Regions from separate parts of the Canis lupus genome. Here region 1 is linked to region 2. The links are chromatin contacts, called in public Hi-C maps. All regions are on one chromosome and are shown on one strand. The core of a region is the stretch at or near the end of the contact, and the rest is flanking DNA. Distances in the headings are between cores, read along the strand shown. Region 1 has its middle 340 kb from the start of ANK2. Region 2 holds the start of CAMK2D (calcium/calmodulin-dependent protein kinase type II subunit delta).

The links. Hi-C and Micro-C count contacts between places; a contact is called where the count stands out from the background.
Region 1: a Hi-C map of skin fibroblasts shows a contact between it and region 2, with 4 times the contacts expected there. The contact joins the enhancer-like site here to the promoter of CAMK2D in region 2. A contact is called at or near these places in 3 of 9 Hi-C or Micro-C datasets (amygdala, skin fibroblasts and tumor fibroblasts).

Annotation. Positions count from the first base shown.
Region 1 is chr32:6,731,403-6,734,383 of UU_Cfam_GSD_1.0, forward strand. No RefSeq gene overlaps it. Among named protein-coding and RNA genes, the nearest start is that of ANK2, 340 kb to the right of the region's middle. Within about 2 kb of position 1,304, at least 3 of the 20 cell types and tissues checked have an H3K27ac peak or open chromatin away from gene starts, as enhancers often do.
Region 2 is chr32:6,361,202-6,364,447 of UU_Cfam_GSD_1.0, forward strand. CAMK2D (calcium/calmodulin-dependent protein kinase type II subunit delta) reads left to right here and starts at 1,590. Exons shown (of 22, transcript XM_038581789.1): 1 at 1,590-2,143. The coding sequence starts at 2,079.

The DNA of each region.
Region 1 (2,981 bases), core at 54-2,553, 370 kb after region 2:
ACATATTTCAGATTTGGTTTATAAAAATTATTTCAAAAATTCATTTTTGAATTTTTTTATTTATTGAGTTTGTTATTGATCAAATTCAGGGTTTCCTGTGAATATCACTAGAGATGATAAGGCATGTGATACATGAGGCCAAAATATAAGTTCAGAACTCCCAGATTATGGTGAGATAAACGGGGTAGGAACAAAGTTTTTAAATCACACGTGTGATTCAGGGCTTATGTTGCGATTATTTAAAGGAAAGGAAGAACATTCAAACATCAACCAAATTTTCTAAATAAATATTTATGAGCCACAACAGTTCCTAATGCCATATAAAGCCCCAGACTGATTTTTTTTTGAAATGGGAAAGCATCCCAATTGTAGGGTCTCCTTTTCCATGTATAATAACTAAAAGTATATAAATATTTTTACTGATTTTGTTACATAAATAAAAAGGATTTCTGAAAAATATCAAAACAAAGTTTCAAAAAAAATTATTTCAGTGGGTCATCAGACACATTAGAGAGAAAATATTTTTTCTCTGTGGAATTTTACTAAATTGGAGCAGATAATAGATAAGCAATTTATTTTGCTTATGATTTATTTTACAATATTTACTATTTTGTTATTTGAAAGAGAAATACATTTTCCAGGCAGAGAACTTGGAAAACACAGAAAATATAGAGAAAAAGATTGAGCTAATTCTTGTACTCAGGTAACTATTGTCCACCTAGCCCTTTCTCCATGGGTGTGTGAGAATGTGTGAACACATGAAACTGTGTGTGTGTGTATGTGTGTGTGTGTGTGTGTGTGTCAGATGCTAAATTTCCTCCTGACTCAGAGTTTAGAGCTTTCAGAGCCCAAAGGTCAACAACTATAGGTGTTTGACTACCGTCTTTGCAAGACAGGCTGTTTGTGAAACCAGTTTGGCAGCTCCAGCTCATCACTTACTTTGCAAGAATCTAACCGGGAGAAAGTAGGGGAAAAGCCAGGCCTGTTGATGTGGAGTACTTTGCAGAGACTGCTGATGTCCTGTGAATTCCTCTTTCACTCCCCAGCTAAGCATGTGGAGCTTCAGGGAAGCCACTTGCAAAAATAAGCGCAAGTCCTCAGAGTTGGGGAGGTTGACCTGGGAGGTCTAAAGCGCTCTCTGGTGGCAGAGCAAAGGGAAGAAACAGCTCTGCTCTAGCAGGCCCTGAATTTTTAAATATTAACAGGGCAAGAATACACAAGAGCCAGTGGACAAGAAAAGGTGACTGGCTTTGAGTTGCTGGAGGACTCATTATGAGGGCATGGCAGAGAGAGGTGGCCCCCCAGCGCCCAGACTATTGGTAGCTGGGGCTGTGGGAGTGGTTAGCAAGTGGCCAGTGAAGGACTTCAGAGATGGGACCCTCAGTTAGAGGGAGAGAAGGATGGAGGCAGGGCTGCAGGCCACATCTCTCTCTCTCTCTCTCTCTCTCTCTCTCTCTCTCTCACACACACACACACACACATACGCACACACACACACATAGCACAGCACAGAAGACCAACCTATACTTCTTAATCCCTCTTAGTTTTTTTCCAAAGCATTAGTTATGTATATTCGTGTCTGTATGTGCATTTCTCCTTTGCTGAATAACATTTTACTCCACGTACTAGTAACACTCATTTAAAATTCTCAGCTATATGTAAACACATTTTTGTATGAACACATTTATAAACACACATATAAACACATTTTTAAAGACTACTGTCAGCTTTATTTTAACCAACCTTGACCTTGGTAAACTATATTCTATTTCCAATAACTTTATTTTCAAAATGTTTAATCCTGATAACACGATCAGTATCTCTTTTTCTTTCCAGTGTGTAAGGACCTCATTCCTAGACCACATTCCTAATGTCTCCTGTCTGTACCCCTAACCTCATTCTACCCAGCACTTTCCAGATCAAATAACTGCTGTAGTTATACATGACCAACCACATAACATCCAAACTTCACAGCTTGGCATTCAAGACCTTCTGTAATTTAACTAAAAAAAAAAAAAATCTTTTCAGATTTACTTCACTATTCACCAAAACTTCTCTGTCAGGGAAACCCGGCTATTCACACTCCCTGCATATGCTTTGCACATTCTCTTTTCCCTGCTGTGCTTATACATTTCTCCAGGCTCTTCTCCACCTTTCTAGGAATGTTAGTTGAACATTTTAGTTTGAAAAGACAGTGACAAAGAGAAAGAGCATGAGTGCCTGAGAGGGAATGTATTTTGGGGGGCATGGCAGATTCTAGTGAAGTTTTTTTTTTAATTAAGCTAGAAAAAGTGTAAGCATATTTATAGTCAAGGAGGGAGAACTTCATGTCTCAGAGAGATAGAAGAACTGCGATGAGATAGGATGCTATCAAAAATGTAGGTCAATGAGGGAGATTGCTACTTATAGAAGTGTGGGAGGTTGAAGTACATTGAAGACATTGATTCCATATATCTTTGTAAACAGAAGGGCATCCATTTTAGAAAGACATTTCACCTAAAGTACCACAGCTTTAATGGAACCTGATGCAAAGACAAGTTTAAAACAAACAAAAACTAGCAGAGCTGACCCAAAGGCATAAAATGATTATCCACCAGGTACAATCCCTGGCTTGAATCCTGAGCACCTGTGAGGAGAAACAATCTAGTTTTAGAATCAGCAAGAATGTTTTCAATCCACTAACCCCTCAAGCTGGATAAGATGTTTCTGGATGGAAGTTGAGTGGTTTTGACTTTAATTGCTTATTCCAAAATTGGTAAGAAGCTACTTCTCCATCTAGCTGGTTGTTTGGGTCCCCTGAGAGATATAGGGACTCTCCCACACTGTACTGGTTTTTGCAATCCTGCCTCTCCACAATGGATACCAGTTTGTAGGTAGAGATTGCTAATGAAGTTTTCAGCATCAAAAATACCTGGGCATAATGACCTAAAAGATAAAGCAAAACAAAAGAATTGTCATTGCAAACTTATTGAACACTTAAA
Region 2 (3,246 bases), core at 340-2,839:
CAACAATTCCTCTACATTAGACTGTATATCCAAGTTATCCTTTATCTTCCAGCTGCGGAAATCTGAGTCCATGATGTGATGCTAATCATGAACAAATCAGCCAGAACTACGAGGTTTTTAGGGTCCCCTGCTGTAAAACAAAGGACAGCAATTTGGAAAGACCGTTCAAAACCGTTTTGTTCTGCCTTCAAAATTGCAGATGCATAGTTTATTAAAGACAGAAGGGAGGGCCAGGGGTTGTTTCAGCGATCAGCGATTTATTTTAAATCTACTTTTTTCCTCCTATTTACTGTCTGCTAATGCTAAGGACACACTCTTGAACCGTTAAGTCGCTTACGAAGCGTACTTCCGGGTCACTGCCTAGCCAGGTCTTCGGTCATGCGAGCAGAACACGCCCGGCCGCTAGACTTCTCTTTCTTCCCTTTGCAAAACGAAACGGGCCGGAACGTGTTCACGTGATGCGAGTGACGTCAGCCCCAGCCAGGTCGCGTGACCGACACCCAACCTGCCCAGCAGCCGCCCCCGCCCCCGCCCCCGGCCCCCGCCCCCGCCGCCCGGGCCGGAGATCTCGCGAGAAGCCGCCTTACTATCAGAACTTCCTGAGCTTACGCGGGAGTTACTCTGAAGGGAGGGTGTGGCTCGCTCCTCGCTCGCTCGGGGAGTGTTTGCTTTCATTCTAGCCTTCGGCAAAGGCTGAAGCGAAGGCCTGGGGCGGGGGTTGTCTGTCAAGAGTTTGAGCGACCCGGCCTGGAAAACGGCGCGGGGGCACGTGGGCAGTGAGGTGCAGTCGCCTCACACGTGAAACGTGGCGCACGGCGGGCAGCGCCCCTCGCTAAGCCGGCTGCGGGCGGCGGCGCGGCTTCTGCAGGCCGGGCCCGGAGTCCCCGGGGGCTGTGGGAGGCCGGGACCCCGGGCGGGACGCGGCCGACTGCCCACCTCCGGCCCCCGCGGTGTCGACCCCGAGCGGAGCCGAGCGGACGCGGCCGCGGCCGCGCACGTCGCCCTCCCCCCGGGGGCACCCCCCGGCCGGCCCGCGGCTCGCCCCGCGTCGTTCCGCCGCATCCAGCCCCAGTGTCGGCAGCCGCCTGACCGCGAGGTCACCTGGGCGGCTCGCCGTGTCGCCTCACTCGCCTAAACCCTCGCCGGGCTGCTCGTTCGTACATCCTCCGCCCCCCCCGCCCCCCCCGGCCCCCCGACGGGTGTGCGCGAGCGTGAGACCCGGGGCGGAGAGCGAGGTCCGCGAAGGCGCCGGGCTGGGAGTCGCTAGAGGGAGGTGTGGGACCGGCGAGGAGGGGGCTCCGCGGAGGGAGCGCGGGGGAGGGGAGGGGAGGCGAGGGGAGGAGGCGGAGGCCCAGGCCCGCGGAGGGCCGCCCGGGCTTCGCCCCATCCGAGCGCTCTTCCTCTCGCCGCGCAGCCGCGCAGCCTCGCAGCGGAGCGGCGCGGGCCCCAGGGGCAGCGCCAGGCAGCCGAGGCGCCCGCGGGAGGCAGGCGGGCCCCGGGCGCGCACGCTCGGCCGAGCCCCGGCGCGCCCCGCGCCCCCCGCGCCCCCCGCGCCCCGCGCCCCGCGCCCCGCGCCCCCCGCGCCCGCTGACAGCTGCAGCTGGGCTCGCGCTGTCCGCTCCCGGCTCCTCGGCCTCCGCCCCCTCGGGCTCCCTCCCCTCCAGCCCGGTGCGGCTAGTTTCGCAACTGCTCGCCTCTCGCCCCGTGCCCGGCTGTTTTCCATTTCCCGGCCCCTTCTTCCCGAGTACTTCGCCCCCGGCATTTGGGGGAGAGGGGCTGGGAAGGGGCGGGTGGAGCGTCCCGCGGAGAAGGAAGCACGGGCCGGAGGAGGAGGAGGAGGAGGAGGAGGAGGAGAATCGGCGGGCCGTGGGGAGGAGACCCCACGCCACCCTTTCTGGTCATCTCCCCTCGCGCCCCGCCCCTGCGCACACTCCCTCCCGGGCGAGCTACTTTCGGACGAGGAAAGTGAGGGCGGCCCTGGGTGGCAGCGCCGCGGGGCCAGTCCCGGGGAAGCCGCGCGTCTGTTGGAGTCGCGTCCGCCGGCTCTCCCAGCCAGGGGCATAGCCCGCACCGAGAGGATGGCTTCGACCGCAACCTGCACCAGGTTCACGGACGAGTATCAGCTTTTCGAGGAGCTCGGAAAGTAAGCGCCTTTGCCCGCGTCCGCACGTCCCCTTCCCAGCAGAGGGGCGGGTAGCGTTCCCCGACCCACCGGCCTCCCGCGCGGGGCGAGGGAGCTGGGGAGACCCGAGGAGTGGGAGGAGGGCCAGTGGCGTGGCCGGCTCTGAGCAAGGTGCTGCTCTAGCAAGAGGAGGGGGACCGAGACTGGAAAAGACCCTCCACCCCGCTTGTGTGGCCCATTCCGATAATCCTCAACCCACCTTCTCCCGCCCACCCCCCCCCACCCCAACCCTCTTGCACTAGAGACTTAGTGGATTTACGATCCCTGCAGTTGTAGCTGTCATCCTGAGAAGTGTGCGAGCGTGCGTGTGTGTGTGTGTGTGTGTGGAGAGAAAACAAGAACCCGTGTAAAATGCAACATAGATCGTGTTTTCTGTAAATAGAGATGCCTCCTGGTTAGCCGGCGTGTCGCCCGTACGACCCACGTACGAACGAGAACTCCCTGCCACAGACGGTGCCATATTTATTGATGCCGAAAGTTCAACTTGGCGTGGAGTCTATTTCACGTCCAGTAGTTGTTCTGTCCAGGAAGAGGGTCACCAAAGGAACTCGACCCCCTGCCCCATATCCACTACCCTTTGCACCTAGATTATTCGCTCATCATCATCCTTCCTAGGATTTACGTGTACATCTTCGCATTCTCTGGGAGGATTTATTTATACAGGCGACGGAAAAGACCTGGAGACCGAGAGAAAGCTTGCCAAGGGTAGCCTAGCGTCCTATAAAAACGACCTCCCACGCCCCGACTGGCGGAACTCCTCGGAGAATTTAAGGAAGGGGACCAGAGACCTCCTGAGGACCTGTGTGCTTAGGGACCCAGGGGCCAAACCGTGAATGTTGGTTTATGTAGCATCCCACCCAAACCCTATTCCTCTATCGCTAGTGCCGACTATTACTTACGAAAGGGGTGCGTTTATGTGTATGTATGTATGTATGTTTTATACAATTGAATTCAAGAAACTGTAATTATCTTTTAAACGTAATGACAAGTATATCCTTACATATTTATATGTTGTCTGCTGTTAAAACATGGAGACTATGTCGGAAGAGCAGCTTAATTCAAAT